Linked DNA regions of Mus musculus: regions 2, 3, 4, 5, 6 and 7 are each linked to region 1. The links are chromatin contacts, called in public promoter capture Hi-C and targeted proximity ligation maps. All regions are on one chromosome and are shown on one strand. The core of a region is the stretch at or near the end of the contact, and the rest is flanking DNA. Distances in the headings are between cores, read along the strand shown.

Region 1 (4,167 bases), core at 476-2,975:
CCAGTCTTCAGTATGCTAGGCAAGTGCTGTAACTCTGATACACTCCTACCCATCTCCCCCTCTGAGACAAAATCACACCGGCTAGCCCCTGCTGGTCCAGAGCTCTCTTTGTAAACAAAGCTCCATTTTTTTCATTTGTGTTGAGAAAGTGTCTATACAGTCCTGGTTGTCTAGCAACTCACTATGTATAGACTGTACTGGCCTCGAACTAGGAGACCTGCTGAGTCTGCCTCCAGAGTGCTGGGGCTAAAGGCCTGCACTACCAAACACAACTCACATTTATCTTTTATTTTATTTTATTATTTTTATTTTTGTATATATGTGCACATGTGAATGCAGTTGCTCTCAAGAGCCCAGAACAGTGTGAGGTCTCCGGAAGCTGCAGTTACAGTTGCTGATAACTGGACTCTGGTCTTCTGCAAGGGCATTATCGACTCTTAACTGATGGGCCATCTCTCCAGCCTGCAACCATCCTTTTTTAAAGAGCATCTTCTGTAGTTCTGGATGGGTTCAAACTATGTAGAGGAGGATGACGTTGAACGTCTGACCCCATGAGCGCTGGGATTACTGGAGCATCCTGGAGTCAGAGATCAAATCCCAGCTTCCTGCAACGTTATGCAAAAACTACTGAGTTCTCATTTCTAGCCTTTACTTTTTAGTAAGGACGCTGGTATTCATATTAACTTAAATTGTAACTATATGTGTTTTTACAAGTGGTTCATGTGAGGACCAATGATGGCTGTGTGCCATTAATTGGAGATTATATTCATTCTGTCGCCTTGACATCCGCCCTCGCAAAATATTAAACTGCTTTTTCTAATCTGCGCCAAGTGAGAAACTGAAATGAGTGGGAGGGGCGTAACTATTTTCACTTTTGTCTTCCTGTTTTTTTCAGAGCCTGGGAAAGCAATTCAGAATTTCCAATCTTTTCCAATTCCCACATGATTTCCTAATTTAGAGAAAATAAGTCTTTCTCTGAGTGCTGAAACCTCCTGTGGCCCGGGAGGCGCCTCCTCCTTCTGGCATAGTGGAGGCAGCCTGATGTGTTGCGTCCTCCGGCCAGAGTCCCCACACTCAATCTGCACACCTGCCCTTGGCTTAGATGGCAATTTTTGCTCCCTACAAACGCTTTCCTCATTGGAGCCTGGACTCCTGGGAGGCCTTGAAGGAGATGTTCACGGTGTGACCCTAGCTGGTTCCGGAGATCCCTAAAGATCTAAACCTTAGCAGACAGCACCTATGTGTGCAGACGAAGCCCTGGGGCTCTTCCAGCACTCATGGCTCTCAGGGACTCTTAGAGGTACAGGTGTCTGCCTAGTCCTCGGTCTGCCCCTCTACCCTAAGGCCTGTCGGATGCAGCACGCTCGCTCCGCGAAGCACTCCTGCGCGCAGCCGGATCTAGGTTGGGGAGCATGTGGCCCGTAGCACGCGGGTCCCCAGAAGGCCCCTGCACGCTTAGGAAAACGTGTGGAATTCAGTCACTGGCCTCCGCGGGAGCAGCAGGCCTGGGCCTCTCCCTGCGCAGGGCGAATGGCCGCAGCCTGCCACCAGCCCTGGCTCGGCTCCAGTCCCGGCCAGGGTGACATCACCAAACTCCTGAGATCAGAGCGGGGCGGGGAACGGGACCCGAAATCCCCTAAAAACAGAGTGAGTAATCGCGGGCCCGCCCTCCAGGCGGGGCCGGGAACGGGACCGGGACCCCGAGCGAGCCGCGCTGCGGAGCTTGTAGTCGGGCCGGCCTCGGGACAAACAGCCTCGGCGTCCTCCCGCCGCGCTGCGGTGTCCCCGCCCGCGCGCCCGCCGCACACCTTCCGCGCCCAGCGTGAGTCGCGCACCTGCTCTCGGCCCCCCACGCGCGGCGGTGGCGGTGGCGGCGGCTCAGCGCGCAGGCGCGGCCGGATTCCGGGCAGTGACGCGACGACGGGCGCGCGCCGCGCATTTCCGCCTCTGGCGAATGGCTTTACTTTAGCGCGCCGTGGGCTCAGCTGCGACCCCGGCCCCGCCCCCGGGACCCTGACCATGGACGGTGAGGCTGCCCTCTGGCTCGGGGGATGGCTGCCCTAGAGCTCCGGGGCCTGCGGCGGAATCTCCCCCCTCCCCGCGCCGTCTTCCGCCCCTTTCTGCGCCGCGGGTTGCTGCGCAGGGAGCGGCAGGCCGGATGGTGGCACGGGGCGGGGCGGGCTGCGAGGGGGTCTGACTCAGTTACCCCTCTCAGTGGAGGGCGCCTTGACTCAGTGTCCCTCCTGGGTGGGGGTACGGGTGAATCTTGACTCCGTTTCCTCCGGCTCCCCCCACCCCCGTGTCGATGCGATTAGTTCTGGCTTCCTTTCCGTGTAAGGAAGAAAGTATCTGACTCAGTTTCCCCAGAAGAGGAGAGGAGGGTATTACCCCCTCCTCAGTGTCACTTATGAACGTAAAACAGGCACTGACTCAGTTTCCCCTGGCAAAGGAATGCCTCTGTGTCCCCTTTCTCTAGTTCCCCGGCCTCTGTCAGGGCAGGTTTCAGGGTCTTGGCTCAGTTTTCTTGGAAGGGAGGGAGCTTGGCTCTGTCAGGCCTTCGCAGGTGAGGGTGGGCACTGGAGTTTATTGACAATGTGCCTTGTCTTTCCCTTTCAGATCTGTTTCCCCTCATCTTTCCCTCAGGTAAGTTGGACCATCCATCCTCAGTAGTCAGGGGCTGTCCTGGAGTCGGGGCCGTGGGGATAGCACCTGATGGCTGACTGTGTCACCCACAGAGCCAGCCCAGGCTTCTGGGCCTTATGTGGAGATCATCGAACAGCCGAAGCAACGGGGCATGCGATTCCGCTATAAATGCGAGGGGCGCTCAGCGGGCAGTATTCCTGGCGAGAGAAGCACAGATACCACCAAGACACACCCCACCATCAAGGTAAGCAAGAGCCCCCAGGGGTGTCGCTGGGACACAGATGTGGTGGAACGCACTGTGCAGCCCCAGCAGACTTGCCTCCTGGTCACCGTGCCCTGTGTCTAAGAGCCAGATTAGGGATTGCTGGCCACTAGAGTACTCTGTACTTTGGACAGATCAATGGCTACACAGGACCAGGAACAGTTCGAATCTCCCTGGTCACCAAGGATCCACCTCACCGGCCTCATCCACATGAACTTGTGGGGAAGGACTGCCGGGATGGCTACTATGAGGCTGACCTCTGCCCAGACCGCAGTATCCATAGGTGAGTTCCCTATGGGCTGGGGGTGGTGTGAGGGCAGGGTAGGAGCAGGCCGGCCAGGCAGCTCTTACAGTGTTGCTCTTTTCTAAACACAGGCAGAATCCAGAGTTCTTAACTCTGTCTCCAGTTTGCAAACAGACCTCCTTTGTCTTGAATTCTCTAACAGTTGGGAACTCCTTATCTTCTTAGAGCCACAAACCCTATGGCTGGACAGGCCAGCCTCTTAGCCTCTTGGATCAGAAAGATATCCAAATGGACCCTCCTAGAGCTTAAATACCAGTTGGTAAAACCAGGCGATAATTGTACAGACAGATAGACGAGATACTGGTAGAGAATTATAACTTCCATGATGGAAAGAAAACACAGTTATAAATTAGGAGGAGGAGTCTGGTCTCAGGAAGCTCAAGCTGGCCTTGAACTCGTTAGGGTTCCCCTGCCTCCTCTTCTCAACTCCAGGGGAATAGGCATGTAGCACCGTGTCCTGCTGCACAGGTCTCACGACTTTGGGTTGGAGGGTTACAGAAGGCCTCTGTGCTAACTCTTAAATGGTGAGAAAAAGCAGACAGACCCAAAAGAACATTCCGTGCACGAGAAAGAAGTACAAAAAAAAGCAAGCAAGCAAGCAAGCAGTACGATGCCCTTGGAAGGGGAGTACGTTCCATTTCGTGTGCTTAGGTCTGGGAAAGGAAGCCCCTGTGGCTGAGGTGGGGCACTGGCTTGGAGGCCTGCGAGGGCCAGCTCCCTCAGAGACTTGCCAGTGGGTAAGGAGTGGGAAGCCTAGACATACCTGAGAGCTGTGGAGTTGGGAGGCAAGAAGGGGCTCTGCTGGAGACACAAAACTAATACCTGAGGCCTCAGCTTCCAGAACCTGGGGATCCAGTGTGTGAAGAAGCGAGACCTGGAGCAAGCCATTAGCCAGCGAATCCAGACCAACAATAACCCCTTTCACGGTAGGAGCAAGGGGCAAAGACATTGATCTTCG
Region 2 (4,167 bases), core at 816-3,315, 760 kb after region 1:
AATATTTTTAGCTCTTGGAGAGCTTAACAGCTGCTGCGCAGTCATCTCCTTACCGCCCCCCCAGCCCCCCCCCACACACCGCGGCAGGTGCATCCTCTGTGGGGAGAGAGGGGCGGCCCATAGGCGGTGTCTGGGACTCAGTCCCTTTTCCGGTGTCGCCCTCCACGCCTCTCTTCCCAGCGCTGTGTCCATACTAGGTCAGCGGCCAGCTTAGTTGGTCGGGGGCGGGGCGTCTGTCTGGGTGGGGCCCACCGGGTTAGGGAGTCGGTACTCGGGCCGAATCCTCCCGGACTACGGAGCTTTCCCCGCTGTCTGGGGGAGGGTCTAGAGGAGGCTTGGCGCCTTCTTGGCTCCGCCCCTAGCCCCGCCCCACTGCGGCGTTTTAGGGTCTCTTAGCAGGTGGCTAAAATAAATTCAAAACCAGGGGAGTGTTAGGGCTTAGGGCATTCGCAGATCGTTTAGGCGAGAACAGTGGTATATTCCCGGTTCTGGAGAAACTGAGGTATATAAGGGGCCTCTTCTGAGCCTCACATAAACCAAGATTGAAGTGCAGAGGACTGCTTCCCTCGCCCAAGGCAAGGAGGGGCAATCCTCGGAAGGGGTTTTGCGGCCCTGGGTTTCATAGTGAGTCTAAACGGCCGGAAACTGTTACCTATCCCTAGGCTAGGTGTGAGGGACATAACTGCTTGTGGCTGCCCCTCCCAAGTTCCTCGTCTCGGCCCATGCATCCAAGGCTTCCAGTTCCGAAACTGCAAAGCACCTACCCAATTTATAGACGCCTCTTTCTCTCTTGCCCAGTGGGGTGTCCCTCGCCCCATCTCTAGACAACGAACCTGGGTTCCCAGGGAGCCGCGTGTTCGTTCATTCATTCCTGGCTTTTTGAGGCTCCACTGGACCAAAACCAGCTCGCATTCTGTCCCAGCCCCTCCCCCAGGCCATCGCAAGGATCCGCAGCCCCACGCCCGCGACCTCCACCACGCCCGGGCCTCCGCCGCCCGCAGGAAGACGCCCGGGCCCGGGCAGGGTGAACCCCGTGGGAACGGTTTGTCTCGAAAACAGGAACCCGGACCGGGGGGCTGGGCGGGGCGCCCCTTCCCCACCGCAGTCCGCTTCCTGCCCCTCCCGGCTTCCTCCGTGCGACACCCAGGCGGGGCGCAGAGCCCGGGGGTGTCGCGGTGGGGGAGGGCTGCTGCACGCGGTCCCCACACCAACAGTGGCGCAGCCCCCCGCCCGCGGTTAAACTCTCTGGGGCGGCAGGGGAGGGGTTAATCTGCTTCAGGGCCCGGCGCGCGCGGGGCGAGAGGGGGAGTCCCCGGTGGAGGAGGCGCGGCGCGGGGTGCAGGGGCGGGGAGGGGGCGGGGCGGCAGGGCGCTGGGCCGCGGCGCGGAGACCGGGTGGGAGCCGCAGCCGCAGCGAGGCCGGCGGGCGGGAGCGCACGGAGGTGGCGCTGGCCGGGCAGGGTTCGGGGTCCGCGCTGCGGGTCCCAAGAGTGAGTGAGCGAGCACGCGCGCGGGTGGGGCGTGGGACACAGAGGGTGCGGCCCCTAGGGATCTCCTAGGGGCAGGCTGGCGGGGACTGCGGGTGGGTGGGGAATCTGCGGTCCTGGGTGGGACAGAGCTTGCGGAGGGGATGAGGCACTTAGAGCCACCCGCAGGAGGGGGGCGTTCGAGGCATTCCGGTGCTCGCCTGAAACGTATCTACCAGGCTCTTCCCTGCAAGTCCCCATTTGACAGATGGGAAAATTGAGGTTCAGAGAGACTAAATGATTCTCAAGGTCACCCAGCAAGGAAGTAACAGTCAGGAGGGAACGACTCTGAGAAGTCCTCGGGAGGATTCCCTAATGTAGGGGAGTCTGTGTAAGGGCGAGGTCCCTTTCCTTGGGACAAGGTTTTGGCGAGATCCAGGAATGTAAAGAACCCCAGGCTTTGGGGCTGCGAGCCCTGGAGCCTGGTTGAGGGGGGAGGGGCGGCAGAATGGGTGTGTGCGCAACCAGGGGGTATGTGGATGCGTGTGGGAGTGTACATGCGTGGAGATGCACTGTCTTTGCGTGTGTGCACACGTGTTCAGATGTCAGAGCTACTGTGATCGAGAGATCAGAGGCTGAGCTGGTTCAAGTGAACAGAAGGTCTGGGAGGTGAACTGCATTCAGGTTTGCATTCTGAAGTAAAGGACTTGGGTATGTGTGGCTGAGGATTTTCATTGCAGGTGTGCATGGGATGTGGGTGCCATTGTGTGTGATTAGGACGGGAGGTGTCTATGACCCTGGTGTGTGTGAAAAGGGTCTTCTTGCACTTAATGTAGGTCATTGGCCTTCGGCAAATACCTAGTCTAGAGAATAGGTGTTTGTTCCTGCATGGGTGCTTTTATAGTCCCCACTGATGACCAGGATTATTAATGGTGTCATGCAGGCCATGGCGCTAGCGGCCCCTTCTGGGCTCCCTACTCGGTGCTCTCACGCACAATTTAACTATGCAGCAGGGTGGGTGGGAAGGCGGGAGCCCAGGTTGGGAAGATATATGGCAATTCTGGAAGGGCTAGGACCGGACTCCTGGGACCTTAGTACTTGTGGGTTGGGAGTCCGCGGTTCCCAGGCTTTGGCTTCCCACTGACATCTCCCAACCGCAGTGGGCTACCCCTCCCACCCCCCGCCCCAGGAATGTTCTTCTCTCTAGCCCTCCTCCCCAAGGGCAGGCCCCTGGGGGATGCTACGGCCCCGCCTCCCACTCGGGGAGCCCAGGAGGGGGAGATGTAGGCAGGACTCCTGGGTTCCCTCCTCCCTCCTTCCATCCCAGGGAGAAATTCCTCCGAGGTCCCCTCAGGCACTGGGTTCCCAAAATAACCCTGCGGGGGAAGGGAGGCTGTGAAGGGAGGGGAAGCGGGAGGAGTGCAGAGTCAAGCTGTGGGGTGTTGCAGGTGCCTGTGGGGAGCAAATGCAAGGAGAGGAGGGCCCGCCAGGAGGCTTGGGGCACTAACTAACCCCTGGGGTCCTGGCTCGTCCCTTATTCTCGTAGAACCCTTCTAACCTCCCGCGACTCCGCGGGTGGGCCGGAAGCCTCTCAGCTAGTCCATTTCCCAACTAGCGAGTTGCACCATCCCGGGGCAGGACCGTTTAACCCTAGAGGGGCAACGGCAGGCAACTCCGCCCATGCCCAGCAGGGGGCGTGCCCACTCCGCCCCGTTCCTACGCGCCGAGCCGCTCCCCCCACCTCCCGCGCCTCTGCTGACTCCCACTTCTCCCAGGACAGGGGTCCGAATTGAGCACCGTGGGAGGCTCTGAGAGTGTAGCTTGGGTCTAGCCTACTGGCACCGGCAGCCATGACGAGCACTCTGGACCTGGACAAGGGCTGCACCGTGGAGGAGCTGCTCCGTGGTTGCATCGAAGCGTTTGGTGAGTTGCATGCAGCACGAGGGGTCACACCCAGCTGGACCCTGAACCAGACTCTAGGCCAGAACCTACCCAGGCTCCTATTTTGAAGTCTTCTTAAGAAAAGCTCCTTGATTTTGCGGAGAAGTACCCCAATGTACCCCTTGTACAGACGTCAAGGAAGGGGCCCCAGGGTCCCAACACTGACCTGGGAGGGGCATTATCTGTCTCCCTGGGGGATCCGGAGGAACTCTCTATCTCTAGCCTGGGAACTGTTTCCGGCAGATGGGGGTTGGTTTATCGGGTGAAAGGGGTGCCCCTTCCCCCAACACTCAGGAAATGACCTCTGGATTCTTGACCCCGGGGAACCCAGGCTCCTTCCGCTCCAGCTGGTTCCCCTCCTGACGACGGGCTTGGTCCAAGCTCTCCTCCTCCAGCCTTTGGATCCTGTGGTACCCCTCATCCACCCAGACTTATTTCTCAATTTTCACTCCTGGCTTTGGAGTGTTGGGAAATGCAGTAGGTGGGTGAGGTCCGGAGTGCAGACCCAGGGACCTGTCACCAGACTGCAGACTAGGCATCTGTGCCTCCGGACCAAGGGTCAGCTGGCTTCTTTTGGACTTTTGGAGCAGATGACTCCGGAAAGGTGCGAGATCCACAGCTAGTGCGCATGTTTCTCATGATGCACCCCTGGTACATACCTTCCTCTCAGCTGGCTTCGAAACTGCTCCACTTATATCCTTGATGGGGCATGGCTCAGGCTCTGTTGTCCACGAGTCCATTCTGCTTGGCTTGCTCAAGAC
Region 3 (4,167 bases), core at 809-3,308, 760 kb before region 1:
CCCCCCCCCCCCCCCCCCGCAGTCAGCTCCTGTCATCTAACACAGCGGAAACGATCTGCTTGTAAATTCTGGGGTTCTCAGGTCTGCAATGCCCTCTACTTTCCTAAAAGCACGCACAATTGGCAAAAGGCAGGTTCCATGGCTTCATGGTGCTCACCCTAAGCCTGGCCTTCAGAACCCCAAAAATTCCTCAGTTCGGATGGAATCATTTTCTCTTCAGGGAACCCAGGTGTCCTGCTCCCTCCTCTTGGTAGCCAGGGGTGAAATGATCCAGGGAAGGAGGGGGCAGTGCCCTGCAAGGCTGAGCCTGGGCAATGGCTGCCCTCATGGCCCTCTTGAGCTCCCACAAAGGCGCTGCCTCAGCACAAGTGTCCATGTGGGAGCCTGGGTTAGGTTACTGGTAAGGGGAGCCGGGGCTCCCCTCCTCCTGACCTTCTGGCCTTTTCAGCAGACTCAGGGCTTCTAGACAGGGAGGGGAATCTTGGGAAAGAGTGGGGTGAGGCAAGGAACAAAGACCCTCAGATGGGGGCATTCTTTTCTTCCTCAGTACACAACAGGCTGCCTGCCTATCTGTGCCCTTTTCTGGGCCTCAATTTCCTCCATTGTCAAGCCAGTAGAGGGATCCACCCATAGCAGAAGACAGAGTAGAGGATGGGAAAGAATATGAGACAGCTGTTCTCTCCTACACCCCAAATCCACTGGTTGTGTGTCTGGCATGTTCTCCTCAGGATGGGGTCTAGGGATACTTAACTGGAGACTAAAGGAACATAACTTTCTGAGAACCCCTCACCTCCCATCCAAGAATGAGTTGGGTCTCTTGGACCTTGTCCAAAATCCACTTTCACCAACACAAGAGGGGCAGTGGGCTTAAAGTTATTGGGGAGTCACTGAGGGACTCCACGGTGTCCTTGATATCCTAAATCCCTATGAGAACTCTTCTGATCTTTGAGGACAGCATATAGCTGGTGGGCAGAGCCTGGTTTGGGGAGCTGCACTCTAGATTACAGCCAGGCTCTGACCTTGAACTGCCCAGATGCCCGAGAAGAACTGCCTGGCCTCCCAGCCTCAGTTTTTGCCTTTGGGAAATGGGTGAGCACTCACTTTCCGCTGCTGTTTCTCCCAGGCCGGGTCCAACAGCAAGTCGCGGTCCCAGTCCTCCTCCTGTTCCATGTACTCGCCGCCCCCACCGCCAGAGAAGGGCCCCTCCCCGGCCCCCAGACCCTCGGGCTGCATAACCATCATCATCTTGCTCAGGCTCTTGGCTCCGCTCTGCTTCACTGGGCGAGCTCCTGCACACTCAGGCCGGGTTAAGTAGGGCCCGGTCCAGCCCCCAGATCGGGTTCGTACTAAATATGGGGTACGTGGGTGGGGCCAGATAGGGGGCGAGGGAGGTTGGGAACTGGACCAGAGAAGAGATTGTGCTGGAGTCAAAGATTGCGGAATCGCGGGGGATGCTGGGATGACTACTGGCCTAGATAGTGGGTTCGCATTTTAGCTCTGTGGTTAACTTGCTGTGTGATCTTGGGACAGCCATGGACTTTGTTTCCTCATCTATTAAGTGGATTCCAAGTGGTGGCTGTAGGCATCCTAAAGGCTGCCCCTTGGACCTGAGTCTGTCCCTCCTAAGCATTGCGCTCGAGAAACAGACCCCTATTTCTATTTCACAGTCTGTAACAGCAAGTCAACAAGTTGTTTGGGGAGTTTTCTAGGGTGATGGAGACACCCGAGCATGGGGAAAGGCTCAGGGCCAGATGATAGGGCCAGCCAGGTCTATTAATACCGGGGCGGCTGTAGAGGAGTGTAGGGAGAATGTGCTGAGCCGGGAAACCCCGACGCCCCGGGGGCTGCAACTCAATCCTCATGGAGTGGCAGCAAGCCACACCAGGGGCGGCTACTGCAGTACGCTGGGCGGACTGCTTCTTTTTGACACCTGGGCAGCATCACCAATCAGATTTTCGAACATCTGGTCAGTTAGCCAATCACTTCTCCGTATCTGTGGCCCCTCCCTATAAGTCTGGCGCGCGCAACGCACCCCCTGCGGAGCTCCTATTGGTTGCAGGAGACGTCAGTTCGCTGCTAGGCCCTCCCCAATGCGGAAGCAGTGGGATCCCAGCGATCGGAAAGCCGGTGGGTCCGACCATGGGGGAGTCCTGGGCAGCTCGGGGCGCAGAAGGAGCGCCCGCGCGGATGCCACTGGTACTCACCGCGCTGTGGGCCGCCGTCGTGGTCCTGGAGCTGGCCTACGTGATGGTGCTGGGGCCTGGGCCACCCCCGCTGGGACCACTGGCCCGGGCCTTGCAACTGGCGCTAGCTGCTTATCAGCTGCTCAATCTGCTGGGCAACGTGGTGCTCTTCCTCCGCTCGGATCCCAGCATTCGGGGGGTGATGCTGGCTGGCCGCGGCCTGGGACAGGGCTGGGCGTGAGTGTTGGGCTCCGGGAGTCGGCGGGCAGAAGCAGGGGGTCTGGTGGTCGCTGGTACCAAGAAAGGACCCAGAACTTGAGGTGTCAGTAACCAGATGACGTTAGCATCCGGGTTGTTAGAGCCATAGAACTCCTTTAGAGCCTGGCACCCGCTACTTATTCATTCAGATATTGAGCAGCCACTGTTCCTAGGACTCAAGTGAAAACAGATGCCCGACCTCCTGGAGTTGATTTCAGTGGCGGAAGGTGCAGATAATAAAGATAATAATAAGCCAATAAAAAAAAAGCAAATTGCGTAAACTAGATGCTCAAGAATGATACAGAAACAAAAAACAGAGCAGGGTAAAAGAGGCGAGAAGTTATCTTTATTATTTGTGTCTGTATGTGTGATGTGTGTCCGGTCCCAGGCGCGCATGCCGGGGTACACAGGTGGAGGTCGGAGGACAATTTTCGGGAGTTTGTTCTCTCCTACCACGTGGGTTCAGAAGAGTGAACAGGCCATCAAGTCTGCGAAGCAAATGCCTTTAACCACTGAGCCATCTCTCCAGCATAAAGTTTCAATTTTAAATAGATGGTCAATTTTCAGTACAAGACTTTTAGGTGATTAGCTTTAGGTTAATTAGCTTGATTAATTAATTTACATTTTACTAAAAAGCCATAGCATCCACAAATATATTAAGACTAACTTGTCCACTTGCAACTAAAAACTAAAAATAAATAGGTGGACATCACTCAGGCATTTGCGGTGGAGTCAGCCACTTGGGAAATTTTGAACTGGTTTCTGGGAGAGGGAAGCAGACCAAGAAAAGGCAGAAGCCACAGTATGCCCAGAATATTCCAGAACCACAAGGTCAGCGACTGGAGTGGAGAGGGAGAAAGATGTTAGTGGTGGAAGTACTGCCAGGCCTTTGCAAACTTTGCTTTTCAGAAGGTGTGTCACAGGCAGTAACCACTAGCTGGAGATGCCTGGTGAAGACAGGGACTGTTCCTGCTTTCCCAAGATGGTCTCTGAGGCTGCGGTTGGGCATGGTCTGGGACACTGAGAGCTACTGAGGCACTGACCTGTGTCCTTGCTCCCACCCCCTGCAGTTACTGTTACCAGTGCCAAAGCCAGGTGCCACCTCGTAGTGGTCACTGCTCTGCCTGCCGTGTGTGCATCCTACGTCGTGACCATCACTGTCGCCTATTGGGCTGCTGTGTGGGCTTCCATAATTACCGGCCCTTCCTGTGTCTCCTGCTTCACTCTGCTGGTGTCCTGCTCCACATCTCAGTGCTGCTAGGCCCCGCCCTGTCAGCCTTGCTGCAGGCCCACTCAGCCCTCTACACAGTGGCTCTCCTGCTGTTGCCCTGGCTCATGCTACTCACAGGTGGGGAGCTTTCTGAACCTTTTGGGAGCCAGAGACCCTTGCACTGGACTGGGGAGCAGGGCCCTTTCCATGGGAGGTGTGGTGTCTAGCTGGTTCTCTTGGCCAATGTTTTGGGGACCCAGTCCCAGGGTCATTTAAGGAAAGAGGGAAGCCTGCCACTTAGTTGAGTGTTAAGTACTGTACTTTACCCGGTGCTCCAAGACAAGAGCAGAGTTCTGGCTCCCAGAGTCAAGAAGGACCCCAGGGCTTGCTACAGAAGAGGGAAGGCTGATTTGAGAGCCCATGGGTTGTTGGGGTGCTAGAAGGTTATTAGGGGAGGTGGACCTAATGGTCCAAATATCCCCACTCTAAACACAGAGAATGAGTGCCGTTACATGT
Region 4 (4,167 bases), core at 1,183-3,682, 700 kb after region 1:
CTTAATCTGATGCCCCTCTCTGGTGTGACAGCAACAGTGTATTTACATAAAACAAATAAATCTTTAAGGAATAAAAAATTATACATAAATAAAAAATAATTAGTATTTTAATTTTTAAGTCTGTTTTTGTTTTGTCTTGTTTTGGGTTTTTTGTTTTGTTTTTTTGTTTTTTGGTTTTTCAAGATAGGGTTTCTCTGTATAGCCCTGGCTGTCCTGGAACTCATTCTGTAGACCAGGCTGGCCTCAAACTCAGAAATCTGCCTGCCTCTGCCTCCCAAGGCATGTGCCACCATGCCTAGCAATTTTTTTTTTTTAGTAATTTTTTTTATTGAAGTTTATGTGTACGGGTGTTTTGCCTGCATGTATGCCTGTGTTCCACATGTATCATGGAAGCTAAAAGAGGACATTGGATTCTGTGATATCTGATTTACAGACAGTTGTGAGCCACCACCGGAACCTCTGGAAGAGCAGTCAGTGCTCTTAACAGCTGAGCCCTTTCTCCAGCCCCAATTTTTGTGTTTGTTTTCTGAGACAGGATCTCACTATGTAGCCGTGGCTGGCCTGGAACTTGTTTGCAGAGTACTAGGATTAAAGGTATGCATCACCATGACCAGCCCCTCTTCAAAAGAATAATATATAGTTTATTCTAAAGCCAAATTTGAGTAACCATGGTCCAGGAATACAAATTTAGGTTAATCCAAACTCCATGTTCCAATATGACAGCAATTTCTTAGCTTTACAGAACAAAGAAACTTAAAAATCAAAGAAACTTTAAAATGCATGGGTAGATGTAGCTGGATGGTGATGGCTCACACCTTTAACCCCAGCACTCAGGCAGAGACAATCAGATCTCTCTGAGTTTGAGGCCAGCCTGGTCTACAGAGTGAATTCCAAGACATCCATGGCTACACAGAAAAACCCTGTCTCTAAAAACAAAAAACAAAACAGACAAACAAACAACCAAAAAAGAAAGAAAGAAAGAAAGAAAGAAAGAAAGAAAGAAAGGAAGGAAGAAAGGAAGAAAGAAAGAAAGGAAGAGGTTCTGCTTGTATATGTGTGTGGTGTCTTTACACCTGTGTAAGGAGCTGCTCAGATGTGGAAAACAGAAAGATCACATATCCTTCTTTATGACTCTCTCTGTCTTCTTCCCTTTACACAGGCTCTCTCTCTGAACCTGCAGCTAGGTCGTTAGGCAGGAAGTCCCAAGACCCTCCTCCCTTTAACCCCCACACTGACCCCATTCCCCATCCATGCCCTATAATGCTAGGATTCCAAACGTATAAGTGAATTCTGGGTATTTGAACTCAGGTCCTCCTACTGGTACAACAAAAGGCTCTCAGCTGCTACATCATCTCCTCAGCTTCATCTATTGAGGTCTTGGTCTCAGACAAAAAGACTTCGTTTTGGAAACAGGGTCATTACAGACTTCGTGAATTAAGATGAGGTCATGAAGCCTTGTGGGAGGGGTGGTGCCATGTGGACTGGTGGTGAACATCTATAATCCCAGCATGGTGGAGGCTGAGGCAGGAATATTGTGAGTCTGTGGCCAGTCTGAACTAAAAAGCAAGATCCTGTCTAAGGTAAAACTGACCTTGAACTTCCTGATTTTTTTTTTCTTTTCTTTCCTTAATTTTATTTTACCTATGTGTGTGCATAAGGTGCCTGCTTGGAGCCTGCAGAGGACAGCAGAGAACATTGGACCTCCTAAAGTGGGGCTAAAGACCCAGTTGTGAGCAAACATGTACATACTGGGAACGCAGGGTCCTGAGCCAGAGCCGCCAGGGCTCTTAACTCTGAGTCATCTCTGAAGTCCACCCTGAGTTCCTTGCCTCTAATTTCAAGGACTGGTATTGGATCATAGACCAGTCTTGCCTTGAGCTCACCAAAATCCTTCTGCCTCCGCCGTACTGTGTTCAGCCTTGCATTCTTTTTAGGTGTGGATGTTTCGTCTGCCTTTTTATGTGTGTGCACCAAGTCAAGCTTGGTGGAGGTCAGAGAAAAGCATGGGTCCTCTGGAAGTGGAGTTACAGATGGTGAGCCACAATGTGGGTGTGGGGACCTAAACTTGATCCCAGGTCCTTTGCAAAAGCAACAAGTGCTCTGAACAGCTGAACCAGGTCTCCAGCCTCCTTGTAGTGTTTTAGAGCAACAGTTTCCCTCACATCTTAAACTGGCCATAATACACACTGCAGGGGCGCTACTGCGCCTGAGTTTAATCCTAGGACTACAATCTCCCAGAAGTCACGGAGGAACTTCTTCTGGCGTGATCCTAGATGACCAATCGTTGAGGAGCTCAGCTTACCCGCCCTGGAGCAGCAGGACTACTTCTTCCATAAGCCATTGCGGGTTTGGCTGTCATTTTCAGATTTAGAGAGGGCCGGGTGAGCAAGGACTCCCCATTTCCCAGCAGGCAGTGCGGCCATAGGAGGCGCGGGACTTCATTTCCCAGCAGGCTTCAGGCGGCGGGCGCCGCGGTGCCTTGTGTGGGATGTAAGCGCGGAGGTGGGCGCGGGGGACCGAAGCCGGGACTCTCCTTGGGACTTGTGGGAGGCTGGTTTGGGTTTGCCTTCTGGACAGGCTCCAGAGGGCCGGGTAGAGATTGTAGGGACTGGAGGGGCGGCCTTTGAGGGTCCCCAATAGGTCTTTGGGAGCAGCCTCATCGGGGCTGGGGGTCCCGGAATTGTAAGGAACTAGAAGGCCCTATATAGCCTTGGTTGAAGGGTCTCAGAAACCGAGCCGCCGCCCGTGAGCACAGGACGAAGCGGCTGGCGAAGCAGAATTGTGGCGGAGGGTAGAGCCTTAGCCGAGCCTGGGAGGGGGCTCTCTCGCCGAGCCCGACCCTCCCTCCCTCGGCTCGCCCGCAGGCCACCGCCCGCCGCCATGGGGCTGAAGGCCGCCCAGAAGACGCTGTTCCCTCTGCGCTCTATCGACGACGTGGTGCGCCTGTTTGCTGCAGAGCTGGGCCGAGAGGAGCCTGACCTGGTGCTCCTGTCCTTGGTCCTGGGCTTCGTGGAGCATTTCCTGGCTGTCAACCGTGTCATCCCCACCAACGTGCCGGAGCTCACCTTCCAGCCCAGCCCCGCACCCGACCCTCCTGGTGGCCTCACCTACTTCCCGGTGGCCGACCTATCCATCATTGCTGCCCTCTATGCCCGATTCACCGCTCAGATCCGCGGCGCTGTGGACCTCTCCCTCTATCCTCGAGAGGGAGGTGTTTCTAGTCGCGAACTGGTAAAAAAGGTCTCGGATGTCATATGGAACAGCCTCAGCCGCTCCTACTTCAAGGACCGGGCCCACATCCAGTCCCTCTTCAGCTTCATCACAGGTTGGAGTCAGACAGGTGGTCAGGAGAGCAAATGAGTGTTGTCTTACCTCTTCTCATGTCTGAACAATATGGCTTATAGCCCTTTTGAGACTTGTAAACCTTGTGTGGTGGGGCAGGTATTATTTCTCCTTCGCAGTTGTGGAAAGAGAATTCTGAAGAGGGGAATGTCAGAATGACAGGGCTGAGACTGGAACCTGGTCATTTGGTGCCAGCTTTTACTCCCCAGTCTTTCAACAGTCCCAGCCCTGCCATTGAATAGCCAGAGGGATCTGGCAGCCCAACATATGGGGAAAGAAGGTGGTAGCAGACTGGGGAGGTAGGACAAATGGGTGGGTACATTTGAGACAATTAAGATTATACCTTTGAAAATATTTTGAAAGGAAGCACGGGCTTGACTAAGGACAAAGTGCTTCAGCTCTCCGTGCAATGTACTGAGCAAGCATCTGAGGCCTCTTGTGAGCTTTGAGGAAAAAAGTGCAGAGATAAATCAGAACATGAAGAAGGGAGGGGTGGGGGTTCGTGGGGTCATGGGCTTGCTCTCCTTGACACAGTCTGATAGCTGTACAATAGACACTGGGTTAAGTCATTATGTTAACAGAAGTACTTGGTGTAGAAAAGGGAGGGGCAGTTTCTGGCTGGGTGGACCTGAGATCCAGAAGGGTTCTGGGGTTGGGTTATTGGGAGGGAGCTGCTGCGAGCATAAAAGGGTGAACATAGTGGATAGGGTGTGTGATGCCTGGATACAGGCTTGAGAGGTGCTAGAGGGGGCATGGCTCCCTTCTTCCAGGACAGAGCTCTCATGACTGCCCTTTACCACAGGCACCAAACTGGACAGCTCGGGC
Region 5 (4,167 bases), core at 528-3,027, 640 kb after region 1:
ACACTCACCCCCTCCACCAAAGTACACTTGCCTCCCCATGGCACACTCACCCCCCCATAGCATACTCACCCCCCCATAGCACACTCATCCCACCCCCCCATAGCACACTCACACCCCCATAGCACACTCACCAAATGGCACACTCACAATACCCCCCCCACCACACAAAAAAGGAGAAACTCCAGATCAAAGAAGAAGCCTGGCCCAGAGCCTGCAGGCAGGCTGGGATTTGCTTGTCTCTGGCAATGATCTCTGAACCTTCCCACCTTGCCTTCTCTGGATCCCACTTGACTGAGATCCCTCAATATACACACGGCTCTTTCTTCCTGTGAGATCCCACTGTTTTCTCCCCGCCTAACCCCACATAGGTGTCTAGCTCACAGGCTTCCAAATCAAAGTTTTCAAGTGGGATCCAAGGCTTTCAAGTTCCCATGATTTTCTGTTGGCTCTAGTGCTGTTGGGGATGGGCCCTACTGGCTTGTGCACGCTAAGCAAGTGCTTCTACCACTAAGCTATGAATTTAGCCTCATCGATAAATATTTTGTCTTTTTTTTTTTTTCTTTTAAGACAGCGTCTGTTGTCGAGGCTGGCCTCAAATCGATGGGTTCAAGTGATCCTCCAACCTTTCCAAACAGTTGAGACCACAACTGTGTGCTAAACAACTCCTCCGGTGCCTTTTAGACTTCTCCAATGGCCCTTAGATCCTCCTGCCACTTGGGTGACCTGATATTAGTTACCTAACAATCATAGTCCCCAAATCTCTGACATCACCCACTAGACACCAGCAGACACAGCCAAGGGGGCTTAGGTGTGGCCAGGTATGATGGTGGGGAACAGCTACCAACTGGAAACAGGTTGGGACTCAGAACGGAACAAGAGATGGTACTGGTGGTGTCCCTGACAGGAAAGCGGAAATTTTGGGGCTTTTAATTTCCCCTAAGTTCCCACAACATTTCATTGTTGCTCAACACTGCCCCTCTTCCTTACAAAGGGTATTTCCGATTTCACTTCCTCCAAACTCATCTAGCCAGAAAGCTGCAACTTTTTACCCCATTCCGCAGCTGGCACCGCCTTGGTGAAAACTCCCCGCTAGGTCACGTCAATTGTTTCCATTGCCGTGTCCCTCTCCCATCAGTCTGAGTGGAGTCCCAGCGCACTCTTCCTCCTTCCTTACCGATATTCCTCTTCCCGGTGTCCTGTACTCCCTCGGCTTTCCCTATTCCCGCTGTCCTGTCCCTCTCCAGAGTCGCTAAAAGACCAAAGGGTGAGGCTCCCGATGCTTTTGGGAGTTCCTAGCCAGCGGAAACACTGCAGTTGGGGAGCGCAGCTGAAGTACTTGGGGGTGTCCGGAAGCCCACACGTGCTAGATGGTGCTCAGACTTAGTACATCTCGACGCCAGACTCTGGCACCCGCGACCGCCACACTTCCACGAGCCATCCCTCGAGGGGCGGAGCAAAACAGGTGCGGTTGCCAAGGCACCGCAGCCACGAGCTCGCGATATTTGAAATCAGCTAATGGGAAGCAGAAGAGGACGTGGCACGCGAATGGGGCGGGGCCTGGAGGGCTCTTCCCCCGCCTCCTCTCGGGCCAGCCTCGAGGCGGCGGCCAGCGTGCGGGAACGCCGGGCTCCGGCTTATTATAAAGGGGCGGCTCGACGAGGTTCGCGCGACCCTCGGCAGAGGGCGCTGTCGTGGTCCTCACGCCGGCCCTCGAGCCTGCGCCTGCGCGGTGCGGGCAGCGCCCCGCCCCCTGCCCCTCTGCCCTCCGCCGGCCGGCCGGCCCCTCCTCGGCCGCGCGCCCCAGTCCCGCTCAGCCACCGCTCCGTCCTGTAGCAGCCAGCCCCGTCTCCGGCATCATGTTCAGCTGGGTGAGCAAGGATGCCCGCCGCAAGAAGGAGCCGGAGCTCTTCCAGACGGTGGCCGAGGGGCTGCGGCAGCTGTACGCGCAGAAGCTGCTGCCGCTGGAGGAGCACTATCGCTTCCACGAGTTCCACTCGCCCGCGCTGGAGGACGCTGACTTCGACAACAAGCCGATGGTGCTCCTGGTCGGCCAGTACAGCACCGGCAAGACCACCTTCATCCGCCACCTGATCGAGCAGGACTTCCCGGGGATGCGCATCGGGCCGGAGCCCACCACCGACTCCTTCATCGCGGTCATGCACGGCCCCACCGAGGGCGTGGTGCCCGGCAACGCGCTCGTCGTGGACCCGCGGCGCCCCTTCCGCAAGCTCAACGCCTTCGGCAACGCCTTCCTCAACAGGTACCCACCCCTTGCCCCCCAGCGCGAGGATACCAAAGGCCTCCGGAGCCATTGCCCCCAGCCGGCCTTTGTCTCCGAGAGCCCCCGCCAGACCCTAGGCGACCACTCCCAGGGACACCGGCTTTGCTGCGTCCCACTAACTACCCGAGAGAAGTTAGAGACTAGGCATCGTCCACTCTTCTGGCTTCTGTCATTCCCAGAACCTTCCAGGTTTTCAGTTTAACTCTCACATCCTCCTGCAGACCCCAGACCTACTTCCCACAGAGCGGGGGGCTGCTGTGAGAAGATGAACCATTGCTGTCCCCCCTTTCTTGTTCCTCATTCTGGAGGCACCCAGCTCATTCTCATGAATCCCCCTCCTCCTCTGGGGTCCGTTTTTAAAGTGTGTGTCCTGGGAAACCTCGAGACTTAGATGTTCCTTTTGCTAGTGTGTCACTCTCTGCGTCACATCTCCAGGGACCAGTGGTTTTGTGTAGGAAGGGCGCGGAGGCTATGCTTTGGTCTGCTGATTTGGGGGCAGCCCCCTTTGAAGGCAGGGGATGAAGGAGTCCCAACACCCCTCCTAAAAGCAGCACTTACGTGAATGCCAAACCAGCCAGGAGTACAGGAGACAACCCTGTCTCAAACACAACAAAACAAAAAAAGCTTAAGTCAGTGTTGCCTCAGGAGACTTCAGGGACTTCAGGGGGTGGTAACACTGTGGCTCCTGAAATGACCAGACCCATAGTCTAGGATAGATTGGATAGACTTCGTGTGTCTCCTGGAGTCTCAGCTTAACCAGTTCCCGGTGAGTTAGAGTCAGCCCCTCAGGATGCTATGAATGAATCACAGTGGCCTGCCTGAGGAGCTCTTAACACCCAGGATCTTTAAGGGCATTGGGGCATCCCAGACTCCTCCCACAGGAGGTATGACAGGACTCACAGACCCTGCCCTCTCTGCTCCCTCTTTCAAGGAGTGACTCTACATGCCTTTCGACTTCTGCATTCTGCCTAGGGGAACAGCCTTGGAAAGAATGTGAATCCTGCTTTCCAGGTCTCCGCCCTGTGTGAGCACATTCCTCTGTAGACACTGTCCGGCCCAACAGGGCGGGCCAGCTTGTTCTAGAGCAAGCTTGCTGCCAGGCCTGCCTCCTTTCAAGGAGCTGATCTTTAACGTCCTTTTGTCCCTTCTAGGCAATTTCAGCCTATCTTGTTTTATGATAATGGTGTGTGCTTGACAGCCTGGGTTGTATACTATGCTCAAGTCCCCTTAGCCTGGAGCCTTTGCCTAAGGATGTTTGAGCTTTGCCGCCCCTGTAGGTAGGCCATTGGCTCAGATTGCAGTTGGTGGGAGCCTTTGGTCTTGAGAGAAGTTTGGCTGCTGGGCTAAGGAGTTCGTTCATGCTTTAGGTCTCTGCCTCAGGAGAGACTGGAAGACTTGCTGTTCCAACTGCTGCTGCCTTCCTCTGTCTTCACCTCACTGTGAGGGCAGACCTCTTGTGAAATGAGGAACTTGGCACCTTCTCAGTTTCCCACCTGTGGAAATTCAGAACTTAAAGGGCTAGAGGACCGCCCACACCATCCCAGTAGCCCCCAGCTCACTCAGTAACTCATGAATCCTAGGTCCTGCTGAACTGTCAAGGTTAATAAGGCTGTGTACCCTGTACACTCACTACTACCTCTGTCCTCCCAAAAGAAACAACTTAGGAGGTCTGGCCTGGGGTACAGGGATCCAAGAACTATACATCCATTTCCTTCTTGCCACCACCAATTCCAGAGGGTCTCTAAATGCTGGTGAAGTCCAAGACCGGAGCTGTGTCAGGATGTGCCTCTGGCCAGGGAGGGCACAACAAAGGGGGCTTTTCTCTGGCTGATACAGCTTTTCCTGGAACTCTTAAAGGGACCCATTGAGTCATGAACTTGATTTAT
Region 6 (4,167 bases), core at 806-3,305, 600 kb after region 1:
TGATGTCTGGGTAGACGGGCTCGATGAGCACACCCCGGGTGCAACCCACACATTCCACCAGTTCATTGAGGGCTGCACGCTTCACCTCCTTCCCCTTGAGGTCAGCCACGCAGTCCAAGAAGTCAAACATCACCCCACATTGGGCCAGTTTCCGGCTCAGCAACTCATGCAACTCAGAGGCTGGCACATCTGCGGGGAGGGACAGGGAGACCTCCTGGATCTAGCCGCCAAGGGCTCTGGACGGGATGGATCTCCACCTCCCTCAGGCTGACTTTCCAGGAAGCTTCAGCTGCCCCCATACAAGGTACTCTGGTACAGCTAGCAAACAATTCTAGTCCCATCCTTCACTCCCGGGAGGCTGAGGGGAAAAAGTGGTCCTCTCTTCTAATCCAGGATCAGAGACCTCATGACTTTAAAGCAAGATCACAACCCTGGGTATGCAAGCATTCCCCACCCCTCCCCAGACACTTACCTCCCTCAACACATGGAGCCAAAAGTAGAAATCGGGCCAGGAAGTGGGGGGTGGGATTTAGTGATCACAGGGCATCATGCCAAGCACCTACCCCAGGACCTAGGCAGCTGGCTGGACTGATAGGAGCCTCCTGAAACCTAGGCTGTGTGCCCCACCCTTGGCCCTTGCCTGCCCCTGGCACCACTTCCAGATGCCCCACCTCCAGAGATGACAGGCCAGTCAGGCCATGCGTCAGCAGAGGCCTGGAGATTGGGGGTCAGTTCCAGTGGAGTTCCTAGCCTAAAAGAGATCCAAACTCTACCAGACCTCTGCTTCTCCCTTGGTCCTCCCCTACCTTGCTTCCTTCTGGGTACCCTGGCAACCAACAACAGCTCACCTTTGAGCAGGGGCAGTGGAGTGAGCTCTTGCTGGTTGCTCTGATAGCGGAACTGAGAAGAGCTGTGTGAGCGACGGGGCCGGGCCCTGCGGAGGGACCTGCGGGAGAAGCCATCCACCTTGTCTGGTGGTGGCACTGGAGACAGCCCTGGGGAGGAGGGGCTTGTGGGGGTGCTCGCAGGGGGCAGCTTCGTCTCCATGGCCAGTGGACAACACGGGTCAATCTTTCAGAGCCCAGGGGGCTCCTTGTGGGTCTGGAGTAAGTTGAATGAGGCCACACACACTAACTGGGACCCATCCTGTCCAGCATGTTTCAGGGGGTGGGGGAGGCACGGCCACAGTCCTGACCCCCCCAGGGCCTCTGGCAACTGCCCAGTCCTGGGGGGGCAGGTAAGGTAGAAAGGCAATGGCTCAGGTCTTTCCTGGGGATCCAGAAGAGTTCCAGTCAGGGTTCCCACGCTGGCTCTTCTGAGAAGTCAGGTTAGAAAGGTCAGCAGGAGAGACACAGAGAGCAGGTCGGTTCTTTCCAAAGACAGCCCGCGTGGTGCAGTTGCTCCCTTACTTCTTTTCCCTCCTTCCCTCGCTAGACCCCAAAACAAGGGCGCAACCATGCCCCTCCCTTCTTCCAGGCCCAAGCTCTAAAGTAGCCCCTCCCCAAATACGGCCTATGGCTACTACTCAGGATGGGGACTCTATTAGCATCCCCAGATCCTTACAGCAGTGTGACTCCAGCTCCACTAATGTCTCCTGTCTCAGTGCACTCACCCAAAAAATGAGGGTCCTGTTCTCGTGCACCCCCTTTCAGACCCTAGCATCTCTCCTCATATCCCGCTCCTTCCTGGTCTCCAAACCTCAATGTGGTATTGGGGTACACACTCACTTCTCAGAAACCCAGACTTTGGTCGCCGACCCTAGAGGTTGCCTCGGTGGAAGAGACGACGGTTCAAGGGTCCTTAGCGGTGGTTCTGCCGCTCGGGGCGCTGGGGCTGGGCGGCGGCGCTCCTGGGTTCGCTCCCAGGCTCTGGGGGTGCTGGAGCATGCCCCCAGCTCAGCCCCAAAAGGGGTCGGGCACTCGGTGGGCTCTGGGCTGGGCCCCGGCAGCACGCGACCCTCGGCAGATATCCCGGGACTCAGATCAGCGCGGTGCAGCGCAGCGGGAGCCCCGGCTCGCTGCGCACCGGCACCCGCCGCCCAGCTGCTCAGGATGACATCAAGTCACCTCCCCCCCTCCCGGCCCGCACCTCCCTCCGCTAGGGGGGGCTGCGTCAGGGAGGACTCGGGGCCTCTGGGAAATGTAGTCCCCACCCTGCTTAAAGGAAGCAACCGAACTTTACGGGTAACCTCGGAGCTAGGGGAGGAACTCAGTACTTCCGAGAAAAGCTGAGGATTTTAAAACCTGCAAGCAGACTGGGGCAGAGTCCAGCTCAGAACTGGACTCCCGAATTCTGGAAGGGACACTGTGTAGGGAAAGAAAAGGACTCGGTGTTGGAACCTGCTAATGCAAGACAGAGTCCTACCTAGCATGATGTGCCAGGCCCACAATTTGGTCTGAGCCATCTGTCCCTCAGGCCATCCTCTCTCCTCATACTCAGCCCAGATTGAAGCCGGACACTTACAAAACCCCTTGCATCCGGCGTTGGAGGGGTTAACAGTCGGGTTTGCGTTAGCGCCTGCTGGGAGGGGTGTGGTTCACTAGAGGCTCTTGGGAAATGAAGTCCATTCTCCCGGCCTGCAGTGCCCCTCCTGTCACTTACTGTCCATGGTGACATCATGGTCTGTAGTTTAAAGGGACAGCCCTGGGATGCCAAAGCAAGGAGGGCAGAAGGTGCTACCCTGGAGCTGCCCCCATCCTAAGGCACAGTACCTCCCAGCTCCTCTGGTGCCAAGATGTGCCTTGGAGAGTGGGGAGTTCTTGATCAAAACCCCATTGCTGGGTATCAAAGGCTCAGCTGTATTCCAAGAGTTTGGCATTCTGGCCAAAAGTTCCCAGCCTGCAGTCCCGGGCTCCCTTCATAGTACCTGGTCGCCAACACTCTATTCCCTACAATGACTGTGAGACCTTTATCCTGAAGTTTTACCTAGGTGACAAACTGGTCCTTGCTGAGCAGCAGGAGAGAGAGAGCAATGAGGTTGGGGGAATTGGGGTGCTTTTTGGCCCCACCCATTTATGGACCCTGGTGATCACTTAGTGCTGCAAAAGAAGTCTGTTTACCTAAGAAGTGCCCACCTTAGAGCAACAAACAGCCAAAGCCTGTATCGAGGACACTGTTCTAGAGTCTAGCACCTCAATGGATGGGTACCCAGATCAAGCGATGGCTACCCAGAGACAGTACTCCCTTTGCTCAGAGATAGCAGATCTTCACTTCCCGTTTTGCTCTGTTCTTCACCTGCCAGACAGAACAGGAACCCCTAAACTACCACTTGGCCCACCTCCAGGGCTCAGACATGGCTTCCCTCCCCCTTACTCCCTAATAATAAGCCGGGAAAGCCAGACCCACAGAGCCTCTTCCCGCCAGACCAGAACCCAGAGGCCAAGGCAGGAGGGACGCCTTGCTGCCTGTGACAAGGTAGTGCTCTCCACAGACTCTCGGCTGCAGTGTTCAGGCCAGGCTGCCCAAAGCCACCCATGCCTGGCAGGGGCCTAGATGATGCAGGAAGAAAACTAGTGGAAGAAAATGGCTTTGGGATTTTAAATTTTTGATGCGGAGGATGAGGTGAGGCTTCCCACAAGCAGAGCAAGAGCTTCCTACTCACCTCAGAAGTAGACTCGCTTTCAAACAGGCATTGCAAGATAACGGGTTAAAAAGTATTTTCTTACTCTTTTTAAACTTGGGGGTTGTGTTTGTTTGTTTGTTTGTTTGTTTGTTTGTTTGTTTTGAGACAGGGTTTCTCTATAAAACCCTGACTGTCCTGGAACTCACTCTGCAGACCAGGCTGACCCCAAACTCAGAGATCTGCCTATGTCCCAAGTGCTGGGATTAAAGTTGTAAGCCACAATACCCAATTCTTTTCACACTCTTACTCTTAGCAAAGTGTCATTGTATTTATTTATATCTTTCTGTGTGCCTGTGCTGATGTTATTCTAGCTGCCCTGGGACTCACTGCTTGGAATTTGTGAGTGACCCTCTTATATTTTTGCTCATTCTTTACAATTGTAGACTGGACAAACTGTAGATTGGAACTCATTATACAGACCAGGCTGACCTCAAATTCACAGAGATCTGTCTGTTTCTGCCTCTTATGCAGGGTGTGGTGTGCCACTACCACACCCTGTATACATACTTACACAGTTTGTATATTTTGACCCAGGGTCTCTTTAT
Region 7 (4,167 bases), core at 974-3,473, 570 kb before region 1:
TAGTGTAAACTACATAGTGTCTTTAAAAAGGGGTGGGGTGTATGGGGGTGGGACATGAACGAGGACTCAGAGAGCCTCGAACTCACACAGGTTAGTAGCAGAGTATCCAGGCCAGGACAGTGTTCCAAAGAACAAACCTTCTCTTTCACTTTCTCATCCATGGGTCATGAGATTTTTAGTGCTGGGAATTCAACCCAGGACCAGACATCACCCTACCACGAAGCCACATCCCCAGCTGGCTCAGAATCTGCGGAGAATATAAAGGATCGTGTGTTAATGCCAGACTCAGAGGTGATGGGAAGACCAGGACTTTAAGGTCATCCTGGACCACACAGTGAGCTCCAGCTTAGCCTGGGCAACATGTAAGACTTTGCCTCAAAAAATCAAAAACGGACAGGGCGTAGTGGTGCATGCCTTTAATCCCAGCACTCGGGAGGCAGAAGCAGGCGGATTTCTGAGTTCGAAGCCATCCTGGTCTACAGAGTGAGTTCCAGGACAGCCAAGGCTATACAGAGAAACCCTGTCTCGGAAAAATAAATAAATAAAAAACGGGCTGGAGTGATGCCTAAGCAGCGAAGAGTACTTCTTGCTCTTGCAGAGGACCCAAGTTTGGTTCCCAGCACCCACACGGTAGTTTAAAAATACCCGTAACTCCAGTTCCAGGGAATTTGATGCCCTCTTCTGACTTCTGAAGGTAACAGGCACACACACGGTACACACGCATACATGCAGGAAAAACACTCATAAACAGAAAGCAAAAATGTTTTTAAAAGTCGAAATAAAAACCAAGAGTAGCCGGGCACGATGGCACACTCGGGAGGCAGAGGCAGGCAGATTTCTGAATTCAAGGCCAGCCTGGTCTACAGAGTGAGTTCCAGGACAGCCAGGGCTACACAGAGAAACCCTGTCTCAGAAAACCAAAACAAACAAACAAACAAACAAAAAACCCCAAGGGTATAAAAGGATTACCTGGTGTTGGGTGACTGTAGTACCTGCTACTTAGAATCCAGGAGTTTGGAATAGCCTTGGCAACAGAGCAAACTCCATCTCTTAAAAATAAATAAATAAATAAATAAAGGTAAAAAGAGAATGCAGGGGTTAATCCTTCACACAGAATCCCAGGGCCACCCTGGGTGCCTGGCCCAGTGTGCAAACCTCCAGAGGCCTCCAGGAAGGGCTGGAAGAGGACCCTGGGAGTAAGGAGGACAATGTGATGCCTGTGTCACACTTACTATCCTGTTGTGTCCCCATGCCCATACATGGTCTTGCACAGGTCCCCTCATAGCAGCCGTGCTCACCCTGAGCAGAGCTCAGTCTCCACAGAGCCCAGAGTCATGCACCCTGCCTTCCTGCAGCAGAAGCCTGGAGAGGCATTTCCTGTTAGGGGGCAGCCTCCTCCCGCTCTAAGCCCAGGTTCCCAGGGCCCCTGACTGAGCCAGGGTAAGGAGAGAGCAGGCCTTGGCCTCCTCCCCCCTCCCTAACCCCTAATGCTGGTCCTGCTGGAGCCAAAAAAACTTGGGAGTGAGGTAGGCTGAGCGAAGGGCTCATCAAATACGTGTCTGGTTGAGGTGGTTCTCAAGGAGGTTATCAAGTTGATTCTCACGCAGGGCCCAGGCAGGAATGGGTGGGGCCTCATCGTTGAGACCGTTTAGCAGGCCACATCATCCTAGCTTATCCACCTAAGGGCATACACAGCATGTCAGGAGAGCTGCGTGTGTGAGGCTGGGGTTTGGCGGCCTTAGATAGGGTGTCAGAGAAGATGCTCTTGCCAGGCTTGGAAGGAGTCGTTCACATATGTGTGATGAGAAAGGGCTGGCCCGATCAAGTCGTTGAGCTCAGAATGCAGCCAGTATACTGATACTGGTGAATCCAGATCCCGGCTTTCGGGAGTCTCTCTGGAAGACAGCTTCACCCCAGCTGCCTTAGCTGCAAACAACGCTGAAGTTTCAGAGGGTTGACTGGGGATGCTTCTCAGACAGACAGGTTCCCTTTTCCCTGACTCTCAGCTCTGTAACGCCTGAGGTAGCCCGTTAGTTGTACCTCCCCCCTCCTCTGCCCTTCGCCTCTCACCCCAGAACCCCCCCCACCCCACTGCTTCCTGCTCCAGCAGCCCCCGGGGAGCTAGCAGGGGAGCTGGCAGCGGCCCCAGCCCACTCCTTACAAGGCGTGAGTCCGCCGGGCCCGCCCCCGGCCCTCCCGCCAGAGGCCTTGATCCCTCCCCCTGTCAAGAGCAGCGGCAGGCCCGAGCCGGGCCAGTCGGGGGGCGTCGCGATGCTGCTGCGCCTGCTGCTGGCCTGGGTGGCCGCGGTGCCCGCACTGGGCCAGGTCCCCTGGACGCCGGAGCCTCGAGCCGCGTGCGGCCCCAGCAGCTGCTACGCGCTCTTTCCCCGGCGCCGCACATTCCTGGAAGCTTGGCGGGCGTGCCGCGAATTGGGGGGCAACCTGGCCACACCGCGGACCCCAGAGGAGGCCCAGCGTGTGGACAGCCTGGTGGGGGTCGGGCCGGCCAACGGGCTGCTATGGATTGGGTTGCAGCGGCAGGCTAGGCAATGCCAGCCGCAGCGCCCACTGCGGGGCTTCATATGGACCACGGGAGACCAGGACACCGCCTTCACCAACTGGGCCCAGCCGGCTACGGAAGGACCCTGCCCAGCCCAGCGCTGTGCAGCCCTTGAGGCCAGCGGAGAGCATCGCTGGCTCGAAGGCTCGTGCACACTGGCTGTCGATGGCTACCTCTGCCAGTTTGGTTTTGAGGGTGCCTGCCCTGCCTTGCCGCTTGAGGTGGGTCAGGCCGGTCCCGCTGTCTACACCACACCCTTCAACCTGGTTTCCAGCGAGTTCGAATGGCTGCCCTTTGGCTCCGTGGCAGCTGTGCAGTGCCAAGCTGGCAGGGGAGCTTCTCTGCTGTGCGTGAAACAGCCTTCAGGTGGCGTGGGCTGGTCCCAGACTGGCCCGCTGTGCCCAGGGACTGGCTGTGGTCCTGACAATGGGGGTTGCGAACATGAGTGTGTGGAAGAGGTGGACGGTGCTGTGTCCTGCCGCTGCAGTGAAGGCTTCCGTCTAGCAGCAGATGGGCACAGTTGTGAAGACCCCTGTGCCCAGGCCCCCTGTGAGCAGCAGTGTGAACCTGGAGGGCCACAAGGCTATAGCTGCCACTGTCGCCTTGGCTTCCGGCCAGCTGAGGATGATCCACACCGCTGCGTGGACACGGATGAGTGCCAGATTGCTGGTGTGTGCCAGCAGATGTGTGTCAACTATGTTGGTGGCTTTGAGTGTTACTGCAGCGAGGGTCACGAGCTTGAGGCAGATGGTATCAGCTGTAGCCCTGCAGGAGCCATGGGTGCCCAGGCTTCCCAGGATCTCAGAGATGAGTTGCTGGATGATGGAGAAGAAGGGGAGGATGAAGAGGAGCCCTGGGAGGACTTTGATGGCACCTGGACAGAGGAACAGGGGATCCTATGGCTGGCACCTACACATCCACCTGACTTTGGCCTGCCCTATAGGCCCAACTTCCCACAGGATGGAGAGCCTCAGAGATTGCACCTGGAGCCTACCTGGCCACCCCCACTTAGTGCCCCCAGGGGCCCCTACCACTCCTCAGTGGTGTCTGCCACACGGCCCATGGTGATCTCTGCCACTCGACCCACACTACCTTCTGCCCACAAGACCTCTGTTATTTCAGCTACACGCCCACCCCTGAGCCCTGTCCACCCACCTGCCATGGCCCCTGCCACACCTCCAGCTGTGTTCTCTGAGCACCAGATCCCCAAAATCAAGGCCAATTATCCAGACCTGCCTTTTGGCCACAAGCCTGGGATAACCTCGGCCACTCACCCAGCACGGTCTCCTCCGTACCAGCCCCCCATTATCTCAACCAACTATCCCCAAGTCTTCCCTCCCCACCAGGCCCCTATGTCTCCAGATACCCACACTATCACTTATTTGCCTCCAGTCCCCCCTCACCTTGATCCTGGGGATACCACTTCTAAAGCCCATCAACACCCTTTGCTCCCAGATGCTCCAGGTATCAGAACCCAGGCCCCCCAGCTTTCTGTCTCAGCTCTCCAGCCCCCTCTTCCTACCAACTCCAGGTCTTCTGTCCATGAAACTCCTGTGCCTGCTGCCAACCAGCCCCCAGCCTTCCCTTCTTCTCCCCTCCCCCCTCAG

The links. Capture Hi-C pulls out chosen DNA fragments and counts their contacts.
Region 2: a promoter capture Hi-C map of liver shows a contact between it and region 1, with 2.5 times the contacts expected there. A contact is called at or near these places in 4 of 130 datasets of targeted methods (embryonic stem cells, memory CD8 T cells and pancreatic cancer cells) and 2 of 9 other capture datasets (adipose tissue and liver).
Region 3: a targeted proximity ligation map of memory CD8 T cells shows a contact between it and region 1, with 5 read pairs. A contact is called at or near these places in 1 of 39 promoter capture datasets (liver) and 2 of 130 datasets of targeted methods (memory CD8 T cells and pancreatic cancer cells).
Region 4: a targeted proximity ligation map of pancreatic cancer cells shows a contact between it and region 1. A contact is called at or near these places in 1 of 39 promoter capture datasets (embryonic stem cells), 4 of 130 datasets of targeted methods (astrocytes, bone marrow-derived macrophages, cardiomyocytes and 1 more) and 2 of 9 other capture datasets (embryonic stem cells and liver).
Region 5: a targeted proximity ligation map of embryonic forebrain shows a contact between it and region 1, with 2.6 times the contacts expected there. A contact is called at or near these places in 1 of 39 promoter capture datasets (pre-B cells), 4 of 130 datasets of targeted methods (embryonic forebrain, memory CD8 T cells, pancreatic cancer cells and 1 more) and 2 of 9 other capture datasets (adipose tissue and embryonic stem cells).
Region 6: a contact with region 1 is called in a targeted proximity ligation map of pancreatic cancer cells. A contact is called at or near these places in 2 of 39 promoter capture datasets (hippocampal neurons and liver), 3 of 130 datasets of targeted methods (astrocytes, memory CD8 T cells and pancreatic cancer cells) and 3 of 9 other capture datasets (adipose tissue, liver and pancreatic islet).
Region 7: a targeted proximity ligation map of pancreatic cancer cells shows a contact between it and region 1. A contact is called at or near these places in 1 of 130 datasets of targeted methods (pancreatic cancer cells) and 1 of 9 other capture datasets (pancreatic islet).

The regions. Positions count from the first base shown.
Region 1 is chr19:5,635,816-5,639,982 of GRCm38.p6, forward strand. It overlaps Rela (v-rel reticuloendotheliosis viral oncogene homolog A (avian)), which reads left to right and starts at 1,726. Exons shown (of 11, transcript NM_009045.5): 1 at 1,726-2,026; 2 at 2,617-2,643; 3 at 2,736-2,887; 4 at 3,040-3,188; 5 at 4,044-4,135. The coding sequence starts at 2,020.
Region 2 is chr19:6,398,476-6,402,642 of GRCm38.p6, forward strand. Rasgrp2 (RAS, guanyl releasing protein 2) reads left to right here and starts at 2,066. Exons shown (of 17, transcript NM_011242.3): 1 at 2,066-2,176; 2 at 3,246-3,388; 3 at 3,997-4,099. The coding sequence starts at 3,316.
Region 3 is chr19:4,876,610-4,880,776 of GRCm38.p6, forward strand. Zdhhc24 (zinc finger, DHHC domain containing 24) reads left to right here and starts at 2,059. Exons shown (of 3, transcript NM_027476.3): 1 at 2,059-2,420; 2 at 3,512-3,789. The coding sequence starts at 2,140. Actn3 (actinin alpha 3) reads right to left here and starts at 1,300. Exons shown (of 21, transcript NM_013456.2): 1 at 1,102-1,300. The coding sequence starts at 1,245.
Region 4 is chr19:6,332,581-6,336,747 of GRCm38.p6, forward strand. It overlaps Men1 (multiple endocrine neoplasia 1), which reads left to right and starts at 2,433. Exons shown (of 10, transcript NM_001168489.1): 1 at 2,433-2,502; 2 at 2,865-3,325; 3 at 4,145-4,167. The coding sequence starts at 2,881.
Region 5 is chr19:6,275,119-6,279,285 of GRCm38.p6, forward strand. It overlaps Ehd1 (EH-domain containing 1), which reads left to right and starts at 1,778. Exons shown (of 5, transcript NM_010119.5): 1 at 1,778-2,260. The coding sequence starts at 1,857. Gm14963 (predicted gene 14963) reads right to left here and starts at 1,460. Exons shown (of 2, transcript NR_168273.1): 1 at 1,175-1,460.
Region 6 is chr19:6,233,785-6,237,951 of GRCm38.p6, forward strand. Ppp2r5b (protein phosphatase 2, regulatory subunit B', beta) reads right to left here and starts at 2,056. Exons shown (of 14, transcript NM_198168.3): 1 at 1,728-2,056; 2 at 849-1,315; 3 at 1-189. The coding sequence starts at 1,047.
Region 7 is chr19:5,065,855-5,070,021 of GRCm38.p6, forward strand. Cd248 (CD248 antigen, endosialin) reads left to right here and starts at 2,224. Exons shown (of 1, transcript NM_054042.2): 1 at 2,224-4,167. The coding sequence starts at 2,272.